Regions from separate parts of the Mus musculus genome. Here region 2 is linked to region 1. The links are chromatin contacts, called in public HiChIP or PLAC-seq maps. All regions are on one chromosome and are shown on one strand. The core of a region is the stretch at or near the end of the contact, and the rest is flanking DNA. Distances in the headings are between cores, read along the strand shown. Region 1 overlaps Gm49890 (predicted gene, 49890). Region 2 has its middle 160 kb from the start of Dmrta1.

Region 1 (5,979 bases), core at 1,176-3,675:
TTTTAATATGTCCAGCACACATTATTTTTAGCTTCACTAATTAGTGCTAAAGCTTGTCAATCCGCCAGTTATTTCTAAATACACAGTTTTCTTACCGCTTCTAATTTAGTAAATTTCAGGGGAAAAAAAAACCTACGAACACTTGTAATTGGTAAAATGAATTCTTCAAAACAAAGACTGGCTTTAAATGAATTTGTTCCTTAACTGAGACTTACTTTTCCATTTTTATTTATTGTTTTGATCAATTGTTAAGTAAAACAAAATTCTGGACATCAGCTTTGAAAAATTATCAAATACATTTATCAATAAAGGAAAGTAGAGCTTTCAAATTCATCCTCTTTGTCATTACTTCAAATACATGGGCATTTCACCAGGACTTGAAAACCCCCAAACAGGAAAAATCATATTAAAGATTTAGTGCTTCAAAAATTAATCTGACTGGTCTTTACTTTACATTTTCCTCATTTTATCTTCATTTATTTCTCTTTTTCATCAAAATATTCTCAGCTACTGGTGGTTGAAAGTGATAAATCACAAAAAGCAAGCATCTCTGAGCTAATTTGACTCAATATTTAATAAGATCAAGAGGACTTAAGTGAAATTTTCCTTTTATATAAAACTAAAAATTTGTCTCCAGGAGTTAAAGTGTTATAAAACTGTGACTGCTCAATTACTAAAAGCAAATAGAAGCTAGCCATCACACATCAATCTAGGTATATCTACTTATCTGTTACTTTGAAATAAAATCCAACCTTTTTCTTTGCTTGCACATAAAACCTCATCTTAATCCTATCTCTGAAGCCCCCGAGGGCTTTAGTCTGCCACTGGAGATGACTGGGTACCGAGAGGTGTTTCAGAGTTACTGAAGTCAGGATGAAATCTGACTTCACTTTAAAAAAAAATATTTTTTAAGTTTAATTAGATTCCACACTCTATCCATTTGAGAGAGAGAGAGAGAGAGAGAGAGAGAGAGAGAGAGAGAGAGAGAGAGAGAGAGAGAGAGAGAGAAGGAAGCCGGTCAGTTAGTTTTGAGTTATGGCACAGAACAGGACAGGACAGGACTCACCAGGCAACAGAATGACCGGCAGAAACATGAAAGTTCTGGTCTAAAGCTACTCCTCATTTAAAAGGCTCCACTCACCTGTAGAGCCGAAGGAGTCAGACTCCCATCTGTCCAGACACTCACACTTTTAATCTGGTTTTGCTTTATTTCGGTGATGGGGATTGAACCCAGGGCTTTGTAGGTACAGAGCAAAGTCACTGTTGTTATTTAAGACTCACAAAAGAATTTGATCACTGGCGTTGTGATGATCACTAAACAGCCAGGCTTAAGTCAGGAAACAGTTAACAATCTCCACAGGTGACTCAATAGCAACTCTGTGAAGAGGACTATATCTATAGCACACTATAATTTAGCAATCTCAGACTGTGTTAGGTAGTAGCTCTCATGAGTTGGATTCTGGGCTATCAGTCCCTTGCCTGTATTAAAACACTAGATTCTAAACAATTTTTAACAGAGACGTATAGAAATATTGGTCTCGACTAGACATTGCATGCTATACTTAAATCAGAGAGAGAGAAAAAAATCACTCAGCCCACAAGTTGTGGAGCACGACTTTCAGGGCTGAATTCTCTTAAGTTATGCAACACACATTCAGCTTATTAACATGGTCAAAGTCTACCTGAAATTGTCAGAGATAACTAAAGGAAGGTTTCAATTGTCAGGTTAGAATGGCTTTTAGACACAGTAGGTTTCTCCCACCACCGCCATCCCGGTTCGAGATCAGAATTACTTCCAAAGGGCATCAACTTAAAACACAATGAAGACAGTCCATCAAAGAATAACCTCAGCAGAAAACTTAAACCAATTTAATAGCTAAAATTCACTACTTTATACCTTTCCCATCTTCCAAATTATATAAGCATAAGTAAATCTCTCTCTCTCTCCCTCTCTCTCTCTCACACATACACACACACACACACACACACACACACACACACATGAGCACGCACGAACAACTACAATGCAAACTGTAAAAAAACTCAACATAAGTGAAAAGCCTAAATATATTCTGAGCCACAGACTCCTACCCACTACCCACCCTAGAGGACTTATAATTAAATCATACTATGTCTTGATTTCGTCCCAATTACTTTGAAAGCAGCTTCAATAAGGCTACAGCCTATACACAAATGGCACTAATTTCCCCATCTGGGTATAAGTCTTTTAACTCCAGTTGTTATGCCCCTGGCAAGGAAGTAAAACTGAGTTAGACCACGGACTGGATCTGCTGTGGAGCACAAGCTTCCGCTTTGCAAATGGCAGAGCTGACTCTTGTCTGTCCTGTCTTCTCTCAGACTCAGTAAAGGGGAGTGGGGTGAAGACTCTCAGACTTGTGGATCTGTGTCACGAAGACTCAGGCTTATACAGCAGAAAGAGGATCAACACGCATTGCTTGTTTTCTGAACGCTCCCCACCCCCGCTTCCCCCGCCTCAAGTTTCTTGCATCAGAATGATGTGTCAGAGACATCACAAAGCAAGAAATGGAAGTGGACCAAAGAAGATCATAGTATGAGCATTGGCAGTCATGTACATTGCATTTTCCCTGCTAAAAGTGTAGTTTTAAATTACTAGGACAATTATTGTTTTGCTCAGAAGATTGGTGCTATTTGGGATATTAAAATAATGGTGTCTCAAAAGAGTATTTCTCTGAAAATAGAAATCACCTAGCGAATTCTCTGTAATCTGCAAGTTGGCTTCAAGTGCTCAGTAGCTAGGATCGGCTAGAAAATACGAAACAGAACATACTTGATAAAGCCAGAATCAGGGTTTCAAGGTTATTGGAAGAGGACTTTCCCCCCTCTGCTGTCATGCATGCAATAACTGTATATTGCTTAAAATGTTAATCCCAGGAAAAGCAGAAGGTCCTAGAGAATGAATCTACAAGTAAATCTTGACCCTACACTCTACCTTTTAACCTCCTTACTCCTGAAGTCAACACAGATTTCCCCCACACCCATGTGCAATGGAAAGCTTCCTCCATCATCTCCAACCTCCTCCCAAGTTTGTTTGTTTTTTTTTTTGTTGTTGTTGTTTTGTTTTTTTAAGCCTGGAGTGAAAGACAGCCGGAGACTCTACAAATGAAGCAAGCACATTAGGGTACTTACATGTACAGATTAAATAACTGATCTACTTTCTATACAATTTACTGTCATTGTTTAAAAGCCCCCAGTGAAAATGTAGCTCAAAATGCAAAGATCAAATTTCACCATTTCTTTTACTTAAGCTGCATCTATTCTAGATTCAACAAAAGTTTTTTTTTCCCTACATTGCAGAACTATGTAATAACAAAATTTATCACTCATTAAAACTTTTGAGACATTTGGGGGTTACTTTTTAAGCAACTAGTTATTAAATATATCAAGAAGATGTTTTAAAGCATTATTACTAGCCCTTTCTTGTTTATGATTAGAGAATTATCTATCCTAAAATGCCTTCAAATTCCATATTGTCTTTTAATACTATATTTTATCCCTTAAATGTTAGTAATCAGAGGTTACATTTTCGCCTTTTTACGTTTAAAGTTAAGAGCCCCCACAATGTTCAAATGATAAAAATACTTAGACACAAGTAATGCAATTGTGGCAATTACGAAGAATTTAATGTTTTCTAATCTCAAGGCGTCAATATTCCCAGCAAAACACATTTAACAAAAACCTATCACTGAAGAAAATTATTGTTAAAACAAATCAATTAATGTTCTATAAGTACCCTAAATAGTTAACAACGGTATTTAATATAGCTTCAGTTCTGGGGCAAATCAAGAAAAATGATTTCAAAATGAGGGGAAAATGATACACATTTCTTGTTCTCCATTTTTTTCCACTTCCATTTTTATAAAGATATTCAAATAGTAGATGTCTCATAGCTTTCGTCCTATAATAACCTATTTAAAACAAGCCGAGTCCACACTGTCCGTCAAGGATTTAGTCACTACTATGTACTCTTCAGAATTTATAAAACTTCAAGAGCCTTCTAGGCTCTTCTAGCTTTCAGGCTTCTTGCTCTCTCTCACATCAACCATGAAGGCAATACCTACGTATAAAATAAAGACCTAATATGATGTAAAAGAAAAGTTTCCAGAAGGCCCACCCCACCTCCAAAAAAAAGTCTATTAAACACGAATCAAAAATGCCTATTTGGGGACCCAACCTAGTTTTCAAGAGGCCCTGTACAAGTTACAAAGGAGAAAGGAAGCGAACTATATTACTTCCTTGGTGGGGGACAACCGCACAATATTATTTTAAGCCTTTTTTTTTTTGATGATAAAAATCAAAATAAAATACCTACGGAACTGCCTCTGGAGATACTGAACAATAACCAGAATGACAGTGGGAAACAACTTAAAAAGTTAGCTCCCCTCCAACCAAACACGAGAAACTCAATAAACCTAAAGTCGAGCGTCACTTTTAAATCACTTAAAACAAAAATCAAGTCAACCAAAACTTTCTCAAAACAAATGATAAAACTGAGCATTGTCGAAACTCCCGTTCACCAAGTATTTTAATCCACAGGTAATAAACTCCCGCAAAATAAATAAATAAATAAAAATAAAAAATTCGTGCCTACTTCCCCCTCTAATTCCACTTCAAAGGTGCCAGGATTTCAATGAGGAAGCTGAAAGACGGGATTCGGATTCCAGAAGCAGTCCCCAGGCAGGAGGGCCACAGCTCCAACCCTTGGTGCAGGTTGTGAGCCCCATTGCCTGTCCCTGTCCTTTAGCTCTTTAGGAGGCCACCTAAGCTTGTTTCGCTGCTCCCTACGCGGCCACTGCCTGGCTGAGGAAACCCTGCAGCAGCCGAGGAGCCGGCCCTTCCAAGGGAGGGTCACGGAGAGAAGGGGCAGGAGCTGACGAACATCCTTCATCCTTTTTCCACCATACGAGTACGAACTGAAAACAAGCGAATCCTCGGCTGTGGGGGTTCTCACCGCACGCCTCGTTTCTGTGCACTCCACCGGAGAAGCCCCCGGGAAGTTTCCAAAGCACCCAGAGTTTGAAATGGTGCGTGGGCAACGCGGGGACTCCCCAGCGGAGAGCGCTCCAGCACGCACGCCGCGCTCTGCTTCCCTGCGCGCTCGAGGATCGCGCGCGGCCCGAGCGTGTGGCCGAGCGCGGGTGGCTGTGCGGGACCGCGCCTCCGCTCCCCACGCGCGCCGCCGAGCCGCCTCGTCCCTCGGCTCCCACCAACCCCAGGGTGGCTCGCCGCGCGCCCGGGCCCGCTTACCTGCGGCCTCCACGCACCCCGCGCGCGCCTCTGCGTCCCGCGTTGTGCGCAGGTCGAAAGAAAGCGCCGCGGGCTGTGCCACCTCCGCGCGCCCACACCTGCCGCGCGGCCCGACGCCCCGCCCCGGCCCCGCCCCGACGGGACCGGCCGCGCCTCCGCCCGGCCAGCACCAGCTGCAGCCGGCGCAGCTCCCGAGCGCCGCGGCTAGGCAAGGTTCGCGACAGTCACCGCTGGGGCGGCAGCCACCGCGTGGCAACCTGCGCGAGCCCCGGCATTCTTGACCAGCAGGCCAGCGGCGATGCTGGCAGGGGTCTTCAGAAACCCTGGCGACTGGTGCAGCCCAGGGATCCAATGGCGTTCAAGCCGGAGGGGAGCTCTCCCATCCCTGGCATCCTGGTCTTGGCTGCCTTGAGGCCTTCCTGGACGTTTTTTTTCTGTACCCACCTGCTCCGGATCTTGTTCTTGAGCAGCCTGAGTGCTGCTCTCTGAATCTCTTTACTGGCGTTGCCTTTGTATGAATGCTCCCGTGCACTGCCCTGTCTCCAAGCACGTCATTTTTATTGTCCGATGAGATTCATGTTTAATACTAGAGCGTACAAGCAGAGACATGCGCTTTCCCAATCCTTTCCATGTAAGTTTCAATTACCTAAAAGGTAGAGGTTAGGTTGCCCATCTTGGAAATTCTCAAGCAAA
Region 2 (5,979 bases), core at 1,520-4,019, 590 kb after region 1:
AGCAGGTGACCCTGGTTCATACTCTGAGGGGCATCCAAGTCACAGTCCCTCGAGAATAAAACAGCATTTCAGACAATCTCTGAGAGCCAGTTTTCTGCTCTTCCATTGGCGTTTCACACAGTCTCCCTGGGATTCGTACGTGGCCAGTCCAGTTTCTAGATGTTAAATATCCACGCTTGGCTTCCCTGGTACTGGCATGACTAGTTCCAGCAGTAGGTCAGTCTAGCCCAGGAAATGCCTTTAAATTCTTGAGTCTCTGCCTTCTAGCATTGTGCTTTAGAAAGACCAGGAAATGAAACGTACTGGAATAGAACAAGTATAATCTTCTGAAATAGAAAGATGGAATGAAAGGAAGGAAGGGAGAGATAGACACACAGAGATATCAACAAGCCTGTTTATTTGGACACAGACTGGTAATTTTTAACTTCAGAATTATTTTCAAGGGTTTAATTTCCAGTTTTGAATTTGAATCACGGTTGAGGGAAGAACTCAATCTGTAAAGTTCCCACTTTGCCAGCACCAGGTCTTGCATGAACTCCCAGAACTCACTTAAAAATAAACTTGGGGATGGGGGTTGGAGACAGTCTAGATAGATTCCTAGGACTCAGCCTCGCTTCCTTGACAAGGCCAGTGAGAGACTTTGTTTATGTTTTTAAAAAGGTGGAAAATGTGGGTGGTACCTGAGAAATGTACCTCAGGTGCATGACCTGAGGGTGTCCTCTGGCCTCCACACAGAAGCATACAAATACTTTAGTCACCTGTGTACAAGCGTGCGCGCACACACACACACACACACACACGCACACAAGTTCTCCTTTAGTTTTTTTTTTTTTTTCAATTCACAGATCTTCCAGGCTCTCTGGCATGTTCAGAGCCATGTTCTAATTATAACAGAAAAAAATATGTATATATACATACATATATATTTTTAAAGAAAAATCTATACCTCCATGGTCATCAGTTTTATAATTATATGTACCTTATGAGCTTGTTGAAAACATTAAATTAACTAATGCTTATAGAACTCCTGGAAGGGATTAAGGGTATTTTAAAAGCTCAATGTTAAGTATTGTCTTATAAATAAGAGTTGACCTATAATTATCTGCTTATGTATGATTTATCTCTCTATATAAGGATTTATTCCTATATAAGCCTTCAGAAATATGGCTCCTTGATTATTTTCTTTATCACTTGCCTGGAAGGACACTATTTAACATTTATATTTTGAATCTGACCGTATGGCCCACTGTTTCTGTATGCCTCGCATGGAGAGACGTTAGTTAGAAAGAACCTCTCAATTGATCAGAGAGAAAATGACACGCCCCTAAAAGGCAGCCTGGGGCAGTGAAGTGAGTACGAAGAAGGTTGGTCTGAGTAGCTTGCAAACCAAAACCCTTTGTGGTCCCAAATAAGGATTGCTGTACTCCTGTGTTCCTCTCCCCAAGCAGCAGGTCTGGTCCATGGGAGGTTATTCCTGGTGTGTAGCTAGCCTCTGGCTGTCAGACACAAATATGTCTGAAATTAAGATCAAGGTCTGTGAGCCTTTGAGGGGAAAAATTGAACTCAACTCTGAAAATCCCCCTGGCCATCTGCAAAGGCCACCCTGCAATGAGTGCTGTTTTAACCAGGGTTTATCTTTACAGGTGTTAGGTAGAAGCCTAGACAGCCAGTCAGCCGCTGTGAGTCATCTGGCTGTGGTGAGATTAGAAATTCCTGGAACATGATAAAGAATCCGGAGTGGAGGCAGGAAAGATGAAGGGAAATGCCTTCTGCAGCTCCCGGTTCCCACCGGTTCCCACCATGTGACCTTATGGTCCATAACTTTTGGGTCGATTTGGGCAGTTACCTGCTTGCTTTCTCACCCCCACCCCTTTCCTCCTCCTATTCATTTTTAAATATTTAGTTATTTTATGTATACGTGCCTGAGTGTATGCATATGTTCAAGAGCCCATGGAGGACAGATGAGGTCCTTTGTTCTCCTGGAAGTAGAGTTACAGGTAGTGGTGATCTGCCATGTGGGTGCTGGAAACAGGACCCGGATCCTCTGCAGAGCAGTAAGCACGCAACAACTGAGCCATCTCTAGCACCTCTTCCTTTTCTTTCCCCTTTTATTGACTTTTCAAAGTCAAGAAATCCTATTTCCACTGAATATGTAAATATTCATATTTTAACCAGGAAAGCGCACTATGTGTGTAAAGGTGGTAGATTTAGATACCGTTGAGAAGAAATAGAGGAGGGAAAGATGGGGGGCGAGGGAGGGGAGAACTGGAAAAGACAAGCAGAGGAGCGTCCGGATGGATGAGAATCGGGATGGAGTTGGCGACTCTGACTGCGGACTCAGTAATATTACTGTCTTCTCGTGAAAAAACGAATGAACAGGCTTAGCCGAACAATGGCTTCTTATTTGCAAACGCCGTAAAGAAAACAAAAGCATAATAAAAAATAAATTAAAAACAAAAAACAAAAGCAGTTAGAACCCAATGCATATTCTCTGCGCATTTGAAGTTGCTGCGAGGCAGGGCGGCTTCAAATTGGCCTCTCTTGTTCCCGTTCAGCGTAGGAGGGTCTCCACCCCACCATCCGGCCTTTCCGTACTAAAAGCTGAGATCCGAAGTTTCGGATGCTGTTGCCGGGAACTTCTTTTCACTCAGAGAGCCGTGCTGAGTGCACGGGGTTTTGATCTGTCCCTCGGGGGGAACTCCTGAGTCCCGTGTCCCTGCGAGTTCGCCTCTGAAAGTGCCGAAGTGAGGATTAGTTTGGTGTTGAGGACACCTAGTGGCGGTTTGTTGGTTGTGTTCTTCAAACGGAAAGAAAATCGGCGAAGTTAGCAACCCCGGAGGCAACTTGTCTCTTTTTCCACAACACCTTCACAAAGCAACTAAAGTTTCCCAGAAGCTTCAAGATAAAACGGCGTGGTGGTAGAGTCAGCTAAATTCTCACTTCTGCCTTTTACTGCCGTTAGACCGAATTCTCTCGGCTTAATTCCTTGTAAGGAACACACTGTGCCACACAAGGAAAGCTCTAAGGGCTGCAGAGTGGCCACAACTGGGTCAACTAAACTGATAAGCTGAGAGTCATTTTGAGAGAGACTCAGACATAAGAACTCTATGGTAATAGAAAGAGTCTTTTTTCCCCCCTGCTTTATAATGATTGACTACGCTGTACATTGCTCTTATTGTTTTCTGGGACTACAAGGTGTTAGTAATAAATGTCTCTAAAATAAATGTATAAACAATAGTTGTCCATTGCTGAAAATTCAGCTAATGGAGAATACAAGTTATCATTTTTGAGAGGTTTTCATATTTTCCACCTTCCAGTAAAAATCGATTTTCAAAAATAGGCTGAGCCCAAGATTTAACCATAGGCTGTAGTTTTCTTTTCTTTTTCTTTTTTTTTTTTAACATTTTTTAAAAGATTTATTTATTTATTTATTATATGTAAGTACACTGTAGCTGTCCTCAGACACTCCAGTCAGATCTCGTTAAAGATGGTTGTGAGCCACCATGTGGTTGCTGGGATTTGAACTTCTGACCTTTGGAAGAGCAGTCAGGTGCTCTTACCCACTGAGCCATCTCACCAGCCCAGGTTATAGTTTTCTAACCCCTGGTTTGAGTTGGTAACTCTTTATGCCGGCTCTTTCAAATAAGAGAAAATTTAGTGTGATGCAATTCGTGTAAAAATAAATAAAATTTAAGGTTAATTCATTTCGTTTAAAATTCACTTTATGTAATCTAGAATGTAATTTTCTTAAACAATACTTTTATTTATTTTTTTAAATCAATTTATTCTTTCATATCCCAACCACAGTATTTTCCCTCTCTTCTCTCTTCCCAGTCTCTCCTCCCTCCCCAACCACTACTACTCAGTTTCCCTTCAGAAAATGGACGGGCTCTCTGGGATAGCAATTAACCGTGGCATATCAAGTTTCAGTAAGGCTAGGTACCTACCTCTCCTCCTATTAAGGGTGGACAAGGTGAACCAGTCGAAGGACAAGGGTCTCAAAGGCAGGCAAGAGCTTCAGAAACAGCCCCAACTTCCTCTGTTAGGAGTTCTACAAGAACACTAAGTTACATAACTATCATATATGCAGAGGTTAGACCCACGCAGGCTCCCTGACTGCCGCTTCAGTCTCAGTGAGCCCTTAGGAGTTCATTTGTTGATTCTGTGGGTTTTCTGGTGGTGTCCTTGACCTTTCTGGCTCCTACAATCTTTCCTCTTCTTCTTTTTCCTTTGGATTCACTGAGTCCCTTGTAATGCTTTGCTGTGGATCTCTGCATCTTTAAACCATATTTTTTTCCCTTGACAAGCTTATGTATGTACAGAATGTATCTTTTAAATAAGTTAGTTCTTTGACAATTACATAATCTATACAGTGCATTATGGTTACTCCAGCTCCCTTTTACAACCCCTCTCCCCCATCATCTCTTTTATTCCTCTCTATTTTCCCTGTTTCACAGATTTCTGACATTTGGTTTTGTTCTGTGACCCATTTGGCTCGTCAGGGCCATCTGTGTGACCATTAGATGGGACTATCATTGAAGCCATGTTGGGTCTTTGGTGATAGCACAGATGGGGCTCACCCATGAGGTAAGTTATCTTTAAAGCGTCTTTGCATGTGTATTCCTTGTGTATAGATGGGTGTATATTTGTCACCGTATATTGGCTTTGGCTTGGCTTGGGCTGCCCCGTCATACCACGTCCATGCCTATTCCCAATCAATCAGTCCTTCAGGCTTGGGTTCCAGAGCTATTGCTATCCAGTCCAGTTGGTGCTTTTGAACCTGAGTGCAAGACGTCCAGGGAATCTTTGACCTCTGCATTCCCTTTGAGCTTGAACCTTTTAGGGTAATGTCTTATTTGTCTTCACACTCGAGGACAGTGAAATGCTCCCTCCTCAGCCAAGTCCCCAGAGCAGTGACCTTTGCCACATCTGTCAATAGAGGTGACTCTAATTAGCTGGGGAGCCGACAGGAACACTGGAGACAACCTGGACAACGTCCAGCAGACACTAAACTGTGCAAAGCCCATGTTCAGTGGCTTCCCCCTGGAGTATAACCGTCCCTGTGCTTGCCTTCTGGACAGAAGTGTTCACTACCTCAAACAGAACTCTGTGAGTAGCACCCTGATCCATCCCCACTGAGTTGCATAGCTAAGATTCTCTTTTGCATTTCATATCCAGCCTGGATCCCTGTTCTTTATGATCGGAGTAACTCACAAAAGAATTAATTCTGAACAGGCAGTTTGTAATATGGTACTTTGTTTTGTGGTAAAATCCATGGCAGCCGTAGGTTCGAGAATGTGTGCCAGGAAAGCTGGTTTCTGTTTGCTTTGCACTTGGCATACATTTGGTTGAGGTTCTTGCTGCATTTAACACAAGCCCCAAACACTTTAACATGGCCTCGAGGACTTGGCTAAGCACCTCTCTACCTGTGTCTCCAGATTCTTCTCAAGCCACACTTGGCCTTGCTCGCTAGATTCACGTCCATTCCCTTTTCAGACCCCCCACGGGGCTCCATTGTGACATCAGTGTTCGGTCACCTGTCTGCTTCCTATTCTTTCTTTCAGGATAATTATTACTTTCTCAGAGAGCTATTTCCTGACCCTAATTTCAATTTGATTTCTTTCCTTGTCTTCTCTTCTTGCATTTCTCCTTCCTAACACCCATCATCACTTCCAATAACAAAAGTCTCTTTGGTTAACGTAACAAAACTGGCCAGGAGATGGCTGTGCTTTTAATCCCAGCCTTAGGGGTGCAGGGTTAGAGGCTAGCCTGGTCTACAGAGTTTTAGGACAGCTAGGGCTACACAGAGAACCCCTGTTTTGAAAAGCAGACAACCAAACAACCAAGCAAAACAAAACACTACAAACAAAACAACAGAGTATGTATCTTCATTCATAAGGTATATATCCAACAAGAGTTGAGGGAGCCTGCTTTGTTTAGTTGCCATGCCTAGCAAGGTGGATGGTTTGTAAAGAACAC

The links. HiChIP or PLAC-seq counts read pairs in DNA pulled down with a chosen protein or histone mark.
Region 2: a contact with region 1 is called in an H3K27ac HiChIP or PLAC-seq map of the NIH/3T3 cell line, with 5 times the contacts expected there. The contact joins two enhancer-like sites. A contact is called at or near these places in 2 of 15 datasets of contacts at CTCF or cohesin (both in the NIH/3T3 cell line), 10 of 484 Hi-C or Micro-C datasets (the C2C12 cell line, MC3T3-E1-derived osteoblasts, cardiomyocytes and 7 more) and 9 of 115 datasets of contacts at active chromatin or transcription factors (CD8 T cells, the NIH/3T3 cell line, bone marrow-derived dendritic cells and 6 more).

Annotation. Positions count from the first base shown.
Region 1 is chr4:88,933,111-88,939,089 of GRCm38.p6, forward strand. The region is part of intron 1 of Gm49890 (predicted gene, 49890); the gene reads right to left. Among named protein-coding and RNA genes, the nearest start is that of Gm49890, 5.9 kb to the right of the region's middle. Within about 2 kb of position 2,426, at least 34 of the 459 cell types and tissues checked have an H3K27ac peak or open chromatin away from gene starts, as enhancers often do. A contact at or near this core is called in the C2C12 cell line, the NIH/3T3 cell line and embryonic fibroblasts, where this site is marked.
Region 2 is chr4:89,522,117-89,528,095 of GRCm38.p6, forward strand. No RefSeq gene overlaps it. Among named protein-coding and RNA genes, the nearest start is that of Dmrta1, 160 kb to the right of the region's middle. Within about 2 kb of position 2,770, at least 93 of the 459 cell types and tissues checked have an H3K27ac peak or open chromatin away from gene starts, as enhancers often do. A contact at or near this core is called in the C2C12 cell line, the NIH/3T3 cell line and embryonic fibroblasts, where this site is marked.